3 separate regions of the Sus scrofa genome follow, and regions 1 and 3 are each linked to region 2. Evidence: chromatin contacts called from public HiChIP or PLAC-seq data. All regions are on one chromosome and are shown on one strand. The core of a region is the stretch at or near the end of the contact, and the rest is flanking DNA. Distances in the headings are between cores, read along the strand shown. Region 1 has its middle 110 kb from the start of RPLP1. Region 2 overlaps LOC100626276 (a long non-coding RNA gene). Region 3 has its middle 5.7 kb from the start of RPLP1.

Region 1 (3,297 bases), core at 406-2,905, 130 kb before region 2:
GGTGGTTCAGGCCCCAAGAGTTCTCCATTACAAAATTTCCCAAGAGAGACTACATGTAAGTCTGGGCTGTGATCCAGCTCAGGCAATGGGGACCTGTGATTGTTTCCCCTGGGTGCCTGAGGGGACAAAAGGGGTAAGTAGAAAAGGAGGATGGGGACAGAGATTGTTGGCCCATTTTACAGATGAGGAAACTGATACTTAGAGAAATAAATAAAGCAAACAATTAGTAGTCTGAGGGAGTAGAAGGCCAAACCTCACTTCCTCACCCCAAATTGTGTGTCTTCTTCAGAATCATTCAAAGGCAACTCCAAGCGACTTGTTTCAGAGAAAACAAGCATCCACTGTCTTCTCCCTTCTTACTTCCAGGGAAACCTACGGTGTGCAGGCAGCATGTGGCCCCTTCTCAAGTGGGTCCATTCATAAGCTGGAGGGTAACTATGACTCGTGTCCCTGGCCCTAAACAATAGGACTGTCAGTCAGGTCTTCTCTCTCTCTATCTTTTTCTCTGGAATTTGAACTGAGACCTGAGGGACATTGCAACTGGTATCATGCTGGAGCTCAGAAGTCCATTGGACTCAAGAGTGGGGTACCCATTCCAGGGCTGCAGACCCCTCAACATTCTGAGTGAGAAGTAACCCGGGGAGCCAGCCAGACAGGAAAGAAAGGAGCAGAGGCACAAAGAACCATGGGGAGTGATACTCAAGGGACAGTCCCAGTCTGTCTGAGCAGGGAAGACGCCCCACTTCTGGGGCAGGGACCTGTAAAATGTCTGCCTCTGGGGTGTCAGGATAACTGTAGAGCAGCCTCTGCTGAGACATGTGGCCCATTTATCCTCTTTCTAACTGGGTGTATATTGACATGATCTTACACTTAGTCTATTGCTGAATACTGAGTTGGGTGGAGGTGGGTTTATTCATTTGAGGCCATTGGTCTCTGGATTAAGAGGATCCCTCTCTGTGAGAAAGGGATTACTGCATCTTATTGGGGACCTCAACACCTCACCCTGAGGTCCTGCACCTTTGCTGATACCATGCTGGGTGGGGGTACTTTGTGGCTGTGTTCCTTGGGGAGGGGTGAGTGTATTTTGCTTGTAGGAGGGAGAATGAGCTGAAAATGTTTGATGAGCAAACTAACCACTAGTCATCACGCATCTGAATACTTCCAGCCCCTGGGCTTCCAGGCACCTGGTAGGATGGCACCTCCAGGGCCCTGGTGTGGGATGGGGCCATGAAACCTAATCTGAGTTGTGAGTAGACATTTCAAAGGTCTAAGGAAGCCCTTCTTTCTATGTAGCCAGCAACTTCCAAGATGGTGGTTGTGCCCTCCATCCAGATCCCAGAGAGAGGAAACAGGGAGTACCGCCCCCAGATAATCCAGGTCCCAGGAATAGAAATTGTTACAAACTTTCACTTGGGGGTTGTTTGTTACCACGACACACCCTGGTGTGTTCTGACTGATACACTACCCTTCTTAAGCCTTGAGCACAGGGTTTTCTTGGCTCTTTTCGGAAAGTAGATAGGGGGGCTGCAAAGAGCTAGGGCAACCCTAGGGACTGGTGACATTCCGTGAGCATCCCCTGCCAGCCTCAGTGCCATCCCTCAGGCTGTGGGACAGGAGTGCTGAACAGCAGAGGGCGCCAGAGGCCTGTGTCTGCTCTCCCCATCGTGGTGCCATCATGGTGCTGCCTCTAGAGGAGGGTGGCACTCAGGCCTTAGACAGGGAGTGATTGCAGGTCCTACCTCTCTTTAATGTCACTAGTTGTGGGCAGGAATTTGCGTGATGCAGCCTCACCCCTCGGGTTTCAGAGAACACCGGGTGTCTGGGAGGCGAGGGGCCCCACTGTGGCTTCTAAAGAGCAGGCCTTCCCCTCGCTCTTCCTCTCTTGGCCTGACTCTGCTTTTCTTGTCAGATGTCAGACCTGGAGTGAGGCTGGAAGTGGCAGCTGGGAGCCAGGATGGAGCATGGGGCACTGCTTACACATAGCCAGCCTTCCCCGAGGCTTCTGCTCTCAATGCCTCAAGTCTCCCCATTAGACTTTTGTCCCTCTAGCACACAACACAACTTTCATTGTGTTCAAGTGCAGCCTGTTTCTCTTTTTGGCAGGAGGGTGCAGTAGAGTTTGGGGGGGTGCAGGGCTAGACTGACAGCATGGTGTGCAGGAGGTTCTAGGCGCTTGATCAGCACAAAGAGCTTTGTCCCTGGGGGGTGGGCAGCCATGTGACACCTCTATGTCCCTTCCCCTGCCTGGGCCTCAGTTTCCTTGGCTATAAAAAGGGGCCTGGGGCCAGGAAGCTATGCCTCTGCAAGCAAGTTTTGCTCTTCAGGAGTGAGGAGGTAGCCCAGCCCCAGGGAGGGGGTGGCAGGGAGGGGAGGGAGGGGCTACCAGGAGGGGAAAGGGTACAGGCTAGGGAGAACTTGGGCCACTGGGAGTCACTAGCTGGATGTGACATATGACAGGAGTGTCTGGATTGCCTGTGTCCATGTGCTTTTCTTTGGTGTTGGCGTGCGTTTCAGTATTTACACTGATCCAGATCTATAAAGGCTGAGGTCAGGGCAATCACTGCACCTAAACTTGGCTGGCCCAAAGTCAAACAGAAGGAGTTGCACCTGAGTCCCCCGCCCTCCCCACCTGCCACCCTTGGGCGCTGGTCCCAGCCTCCTGAGTCTCTTGGCGCTCCTTCCCTCCTACTTGGGCAGGGGTCTGGTCTGGTCTCTGGAGCCCTAGTCGGGCCTGTCTTCCAAAAGGCCAAGCAGATGGACCCTTCAGGCCTGGGGTGTGGTGGGGACTGTCCGTCTTCTTTTTCTTTCTTTCTTTTTTTTTTTTTTTTTTTGGTCTTTTTGCCTTTTCTAGGGCTGCTCCTGCGACACATGGAGGTTCCCAGGCTAGGGGTCAAATTGGAGCTGTAGCCACTGGCCTATGCCTGAGCCACAGCAGCTTGGGATCCGAGCTGCATCTGTGACCTACACCATATCTCATGGCAATGCCAGATCCTTAACCCACTGAATGAGGCCAGGGATTGGACCCACAACCTCACGATTCCTAGTCAGATTCGTTAACCACTGCACCACGACAGGAACTCCAATGTCTTCTGCTATGAATGCCTTCGTTGCCCCTTTCCCCACCCTCACCTGCCAGGCAGGCTCCCTGGTAATGAAGAAGGCACCAAGCTTTTGCCAGCAAGAGCCCTGGCGCATGGCATTGGCGCCTTCTGGATGGGGTTCCCCTGGAGCAGCAGTGTCACCTTCATCCATTCCACCTTCCTTTGGCTGAGACCCTGGAGAGCTGGGGTGAGGCAC
Region 2 (3,246 bases), core at 108-2,607:
GACTCACTGCTTTGCCGTGGAGTGAGTGAGACCCTTGGCTTTACTGGCTTCGCTTTGCTTGACTGTTTAATGGGTTGCTTCCCCTGGCCCTCTCAGGATTCTTAAAGGCTGGATGAGACTCTGAATTTGGAAGTGCCCTTGTGTGGTCAGGGACTATGGCAAACATGTCCCATACCATCTTTGTTAGGCAGGGAAGTGTCTGACTTTCATAATGTCCTTGTTTTCCATTTGTCCTTTTTTAGACAAAGGAAGTAAAAAAGGATACACCCTGAAAGACTTTGTCAAATACCTTCTTCTCCCTTAGATTTGTTTTCCTTGGAGTTTAGCAGCTGATTAAGAAATGGCCACTGGATATCAACAGTGTGTGTAGCCTGGTGCCAGGTGTGGGAAGGGGGGTCCCTAACCATGAGAAGCTCACACCTAGTTTGGAAGGTAACACATGTGAAACAGCAATGTAACGATGCCAGTGGTGGTGATGATGCTGGAAATGCTGGGTACTGATCACGCCTCACACACACAAACCATCGTACAGTTATATAAGCAGCCTTATGACCATCCTCTTACTTCATATTCAAAACTATCCCCCAAAAGCCCCCAATTTCAAGGATGAACAAATGGAGAGTCATGACTTCTCTGAGATCAGATAAGAACAGAGCTGAGGTGGATTCACCAGTGCCATTGTCCCAAGACACCCCAGCTTTCTTCCTTGAAATTGCAACAAAGCATTGCAAAATGCATACCGTCATTAGAGAGTTACATGAGTCATCGCCATATGGGAAGTGAATGTGAAAAGGCAGGTCAGGAGATGGGGGGGGGGGGGGCGCAGTGATCAGAAGAGGCTCCGAGGAGAAAGGAGCAACTGAGTGGAGCCCAGGAGGCTGTGTGGTATTTGGATGGGATCTGGAGATGGGATCGCCACAAGCGGTGGAGATGGGAGTCTGAGTGGCACTCTGGGCAGGAGGAAACATGTAGGTATGAAAGGAAGCGAGTGCAAGGTGTGTCAGGAAACACCAGACCCTCATTTGACCAGAATGGGGGTGCATACATTAGACCTGCTCGAGAAAAGGAGGCATTGGGGATGGTTTCCCTTCTTTTGCCATAGGTGGGAGGGTCCCACCATCTTCCCTTTGACATCATTGTCCCTTTCAACCCCAAGTCCGTTTATAATCAAATCAAAGAGTAATCAAAGCAAAGGACTGTTTGCAGTCTTAGCCGAAAGACGCAGCCTGCCACTTCCGACTTTCGTTTAAAAGTGTCAGAGAGCTGCTGAAACAGGAACAGCACTGAGGCAGCGAGAGCAGCCCTGACTCACCAGGAGCACATCAAAGAAATAGCAGTGATAAGGGGCTGGCTGTAATGGTGCGTGTGAGCAAAGTTTTCCTGACACCCCTTGAGGCCTGGAAGGGCCCTTCTGGGCAGCCTCATTGTGGAAAGCAGCATGCGGTTTTCAGAATCTGGATGACTCACCACATGGGCAGGGTTTGGGGACAGAGAGGTAGTCGTGGTCTGCTGGGATGCTCGACCCAGAGCCCAGGCCTGGGGCCCTGGCTCACTGCACATGTCAGGTCTCCAGTGAGGTGAGATTCACCGGTCCAACCAAGCATCCATCCGTGTGTCCATCCATCCAACCATCTGTCTATTTAACAAATTATTCCAAGCACCCACTTTCTGCAGCCCCTCTGCGAAGTGCAAAATGATGTCGTGGTGACCAAAAGACACAGGCCCTGGCCTCATGGGGCAGTCTAGTGAGGGAGAGAAGGGTTGAAGAAATGATGACATGGGTAACTGAGTCACTGCTGCAATACGAGCTAGGAAGGGAAATACAGGGACTCTGAGGGTGGATGTGTAATAGGAGAGCTGACCTGGTCTGGGAAACCGGCTGATGAGCAGGGGCAGATGCTAAAAATGGATGAGACAGACGAGTAACTGTGCAATCGGTGTCTTAGCACCATCTCCCCCATCATCAGGGACAGTAAGAGCATAGAACTCACCCTTGTTCTTTCAAACTCCTTCACCCCTCCCCTCCCCCTTTTTTTCTACACACACACACAGCCTATGATGAGTTAATGGAAAAATCATGTGCTTTTGGTTCTCACAGACTTGGGTTTAAATCCCACATTCTCAATGTACTATCTCTGTGGCTTTGAATAAACCAAACGGGATCTGTTTTTGCTGTGTCCCCTAAGTTTTGGCATATTGTGTTCTTGTCTCATTTGTCTCTAAACATTTTCTAATTTCCCTGGTGACGTCTTCTTTGATCCATTGGTTGTTTGGAGTGTGTTTGTTTGATTCCCACAAGTTTGCGAATTTTCCAGTTTTCCTCCTGTTGTTAATTTTTAACAAAATCTTGTTGTGAAGATACTTTGTATAATATTTTTATAAATCTGTGGAGACTTAATTTGTGGCCTAACACATGGTCTTATCCTGGAAGATGTCTCATGTGCACTTAAGAACACATATTCTGTTGTTATGTCAGATGTAAAGCATTCTGTGTACATTGTTAGATCCAGCTGGTTTCATGTGTTGTTCGAGTCCTCTGTTTCCTCACCTCCTTCTGACAATTTTACCCATTACAGAAGATGAAGAATTCATAGCTCCTGTCATGATTATAGACCTGTCCATTTCTCCCTTCAGTTCTGTCCATGTTTGCCTCATGTATTTTGATGGCCTGTTATTAGGTGCGTAAATGTTTGTAATTGTCATAGCTTCATGCTGTATTCAATCTTTTATTAATAGAGGCACTCCCACTCTCTTCTGGTTTCTAGTTGCATGATCTATTTTTTCTATCCTTTCACTTTCAAACTATCTGTGTCTGAATATAAAGCGAGTCTTTTGTAACTAGTATATGTTGGGTCATGGTTTTTAATCCATTCTGCCAATCTCTCCGTTTTCATTGTTGAGTTTAATTTGCTTACATTTAATGATATCACTAATAATAAGGCTTACTCCTATCATTTTGCTTTTGTTTTCTACATGCTTTACAGGTTTTGTGTCCCTCATTTCCTACATTACTGTCTTTTCTGTTTAGTTGGGGATTTTCTGTAGTGAAATGTTTTAATTCCCTTCTCATTTCCTTTTATATATATGCTATACCTATTACTTATCAGTTATTGATATCAAAAATTACGTTTTTACACTATGCATCTAAAACCAAAGTAATTGTTGTTTTTTAGTGCATTAGTCTCAAATTACGTAGAAACTGTAATATGACTTTATGAACCAAAATTACAGTAATATTAGTTTTCA
Region 3 (3,449 bases), core at 55-2,554, 240 kb before region 2:
TTTTCTTTGCAATCAAGCCTGGGCACTAGCTAGAGATAGACAAGGGCTGCCTTTAAGAGAAGATTGATGTTTTTAGTTCTGGAACAGCCAGGAGATGCCCGTTCAAGTCAGAACAAACGCTACACAGCATACATCATGGTAACTGGACTGTTGACATCAAATTCAACAATCTGGAACCCTAAAGTCAGGACACAGGGTCAGGGACCATCACACATATTTTCACAGGATTGCTCAAATAGTTACGGTCTTCCCAAGAATCCTCCAAGTTCTACTCAATTTAACTTACTGACACTTCCAGTCCTCTTATTTGTATACTTTGAGAGTTATTTTGATGTCCAATTAAAGTAAGAAGTGTGTCTTTCACCTTCCAGATCTTTGCACTCACTATCCCCACCTATCCCTGGGCCATTGACTACTTAACCCAGTTAATTCTACTTATTACACCACAGGAAGCCCACCCCAGGCTATACATATTAAATCTCTGCCCAAGTTCTCTGAATACCACTGCAAAGTAAACGTGTAATTGTGAATTTCTGGTAGTTTGTTCAACTGTCTTCCTCCCTCCACACAGTGAGTTGGGGGATCGGGCTGTCTGTGTTGCTCATCTGCATCTCCAGTACTTAAGGCAACACTTGGCTCTTGTTGGCATTTACTATTTGTCAGAGCCCAACCGTCTTTTACACAGGAGGAACGGGAGAAGGACCTTGTTCAGCAGCAGTGACTGGCAGGACCACAACTGGAACCCAGGTCTGGACCAGCAACTATCTACTGCAGCAGGCCTGCCCCCACTGCCAGCCCCTTTTAATCAATTCACACTTGGTATGCACCTTCCCGGTGGCCAGGTGCTGGTGTAGGTGTTCGGGCCTTGAGTTGGGAACCCACGGACAGAACAGAAGTGCAGACGCAGTTCTGAGGTTTACACATTATGTAATCCTAAACCCGCAAGGCTCAGCTTTGGGGACCCAAGGCTAGGGTCGGACCCCAGGTGGATGCCCGAGCCAGGCCTTATTGATGAACACTGAATTCTTAGCAGATGGAGTAGCCGAAGCAATGCATGGCGCCCCCTGACCCGCCCCTCTTCCTGGGCACGGTGACCTGTCTCGTCCATATTCCCTACGATGAGGAAGGCTATGCAGGAAAGCTCGCAACTGAGTCCAGGCGTCCGGGTGGAAGTGGTCTCAGTTCGCTTGAACCTTACACACCGAGAAAACACCGCTCTCCACCTGGCACTGACGCCTATACTTCAGACGCCCGCGCTCAAGTACTTATAGTCCACGTCTCGCCAATCAACGTCCAGGGCTGGGAGGAAGGGGCGGAACCTGGAGGCGGGGCTAGAAGCCGAGTGTGGCCGAATGAAGCCGAACTTCTCAATTGCACTGAGGCCTATTGATCGCTAGGGGCGCAAGAGCCTGCTTAGCGGCTGTTGCGCATGCCCATTATCACCGGTCCCTCTAGTAAAAAGTTTTAAAATCAGGTTTGGTGGCGGTTTCGAGGTGGCCTGCCCTGGTTAGTGGATCAAGGGAGTTAATCTGTTGTGAAACCTCTAGATCAGGAGATTCCTGCACATTCACTACCCAACAGAAATGGGATGGAGCATATTTGTAAATTGGGACTAATAAGCCCATTCCTGCCACAAGGAGTTTTGTTTTGGGTTTTTTTTTTTTTTGGCCCACACTGGGGGCATACAGAAATTTTCGGGGCCAGGGATCTAATTTGAACTCAACTGTGGGTCTAGGCTCCTTAACCCGCAGCGCAACAATAGATTTTGGCATTTGGGCATTACTCCTTAAGATCAGGAGAGTTAGTTCCCTGTTCTTTTACTCTAGGTAAACAGATCCTGTTTCCAGGACCCTGGTTTCCACAAAACGTTAAACACAGTGAAAGAAGCGAGAAGATTTGCTCTCTCTCTCTCTTTTTTTTTTTTTTCCAGGGCATATGGAAGTTCCCAGGCTAGCGGCCAAATCAGAGCTGCAGCCACCAGCTTAGGCCACAGGCACATCAATGCCAGATCCCAGCCGAGTCTACCACCTACACCACAGCTCATGGCAAAACACAATCTTAATCCGCTGAGCGGGGCCAGGGATCGAACCCACATCCTCATGGATACTCATGGTTACCGCTGTGCCACAAGGGGAACTCCTGCTCTACTTTTGACTGGTCATTAGCTGCGTTACCTGGGAAGCAGTTAAACAAAACACAAAAACTGAATGAAACAAACAACTAAACAGTTTCCCCAGTTCTCCTGAGGAGTCTGATGATTAGGGGTGGGAACTCCTGCATGAGAGCAAACCCAGCTGCTCACACAGTGCCTGACATTTAGAAGGTGCCTAATAAGCATTGTTTGAAAGAATGACCGAATAACTCCGTAATCAATAATTTAGATATTGAAGGAAGATTTAACAATTGAATTACAACCATGTTGCCAACACTTGGAAAATGGACCATTGCTCTGAGTGACAATTACTACAACTTCTTAAGGAGTGTAATTGGGTTTTGTCTCTCAGAATTAAAAGTGTCCTTACCTTCTACCCAGAAATTTCATTTATTAAGAATCCATTCAAAAACATATATACAATTTTACTGAGGTATTATTTATAAGCAGGAGAAAAAAGTGCTTGAGAAGAGGCTTTCATGTAGCCCTTAACAGGACTGCCATTGAAAGATATTTAGGATTTTTGTTAAGTGGAAAAGGCAAGTTGAGGCCAGTATGCATAATATGACCCTAGAAGATTCACATGCCTCTGTTTATACGTGTAAAGAAAACTTCTGGAAAGATTCAAAAGCAACGCAGTAATTACTTCTGAGAGGAGAGACTGGACAGGGTGGGAGAGAGATTTTTTCCATTTCATTTTATCCTTTTCCATATTGTTTACATTTTAAAAAACCACAACCATGCATTACTTTTAATAGCTCTTAAGTCTGGTTTAGTAATGATATTGTGGTCTTGGGCACTGGTTAGTGGATTAAGGCAACTAATCTACTGTGAAACCTCTATGTCAGAAGCATCCCAGCACTTTCATTAACCAATAGGAATGGAATGAGACATATTTGTAAATAAGGAATAATGACTCTGTTCCTGCTGTAGGGCCGCTTGAGGGTTGGGGAGCAACAATGAACATTACCGTTAATTTTTCAAAACTTGGAGGGGGCATTAAAATGGAAAAGAAAGGCACTTTATTCCAAGTAGCTCTGGGGGATAGAACGCTGACCAATTTTGAGAGAGTTTCAGCTGAAAAGAAGGAAAAATTTTGCTAGGCATTAGGCTAAGGCTGGGATAAAGAAGACAATGTCTGATTAAGGAACGAGTGTGGACTAGATACCGCTTCCAGCTGTGCAGTCTCTCAGGTCTTTTGGAACACAGGGTTAACCACTCTGATGTCAGACCGCCTGGCTTGACTCATATCCCACTCTATCGCTAAATAAGACTGTGAATTTAGGTGAGTTTGCTA

Evidence for each region. HiChIP or PLAC-seq counts read pairs in DNA pulled down with a chosen protein or histone mark.
Region 1: a contact with region 2 is called in an H3K27ac HiChIP or PLAC-seq map of alveolar macrophages. The contact joins two enhancer-like sites. A contact is called at or near these places in 2 of 2 datasets of contacts at active chromatin or transcription factors (alveolar macrophages and skeletal muscle).
Region 3: an H3K27ac HiChIP or PLAC-seq map of alveolar macrophages shows a contact between it and region 2. The contact joins two enhancer-like sites. A contact is called at or near these places in 1 of 5 promoter capture datasets (fetal skeletal muscle), 1 of 47 Hi-C or Micro-C datasets (fetal skeletal muscle) and 2 of 2 datasets of contacts at active chromatin or transcription factors (alveolar macrophages and skeletal muscle).

The regions. Positions count from the first base shown.
Region 1 is chr1:167,404,941-167,408,237 of Sscrofa11.1, forward strand. No RefSeq gene overlaps it. Among named protein-coding and RNA genes, the nearest start is that of RPLP1, 110 kb to the left of the region's middle. Within about 2 kb of position 1,656, at least 9 of the 83 cell types and tissues checked have an H3K27ac peak or open chromatin away from gene starts, as enhancers often do. A contact at or near this core is called in alveolar macrophages, where this site is marked.
Region 2 is chr1:167,537,519-167,540,764 of Sscrofa11.1, forward strand. LOC100626276 (a long non-coding RNA gene) reads left to right here. Exons shown (of 3, transcript XR_131319.4): 3 at 1-3,246. Among named protein-coding and RNA genes, the nearest start is that of RPLP1, 240 kb to the left of the region's middle. Within about 2 kb of position 1,358, at least 22 of the 83 cell types and tissues checked have an H3K27ac peak or open chromatin away from gene starts, as enhancers often do. A contact at or near this core is called in alveolar macrophages, where this site is marked.
Region 3 is chr1:167,300,092-167,303,540 of Sscrofa11.1, forward strand. No RefSeq gene overlaps it. Among named protein-coding and RNA genes, the nearest start is that of RPLP1, 5.7 kb to the left of the region's middle. Within about 2 kb of position 1,305, at least 21 of the 83 cell types and tissues checked have an H3K27ac peak or open chromatin away from gene starts, as enhancers often do. A contact at or near this core is called in alveolar macrophages, where this site is marked.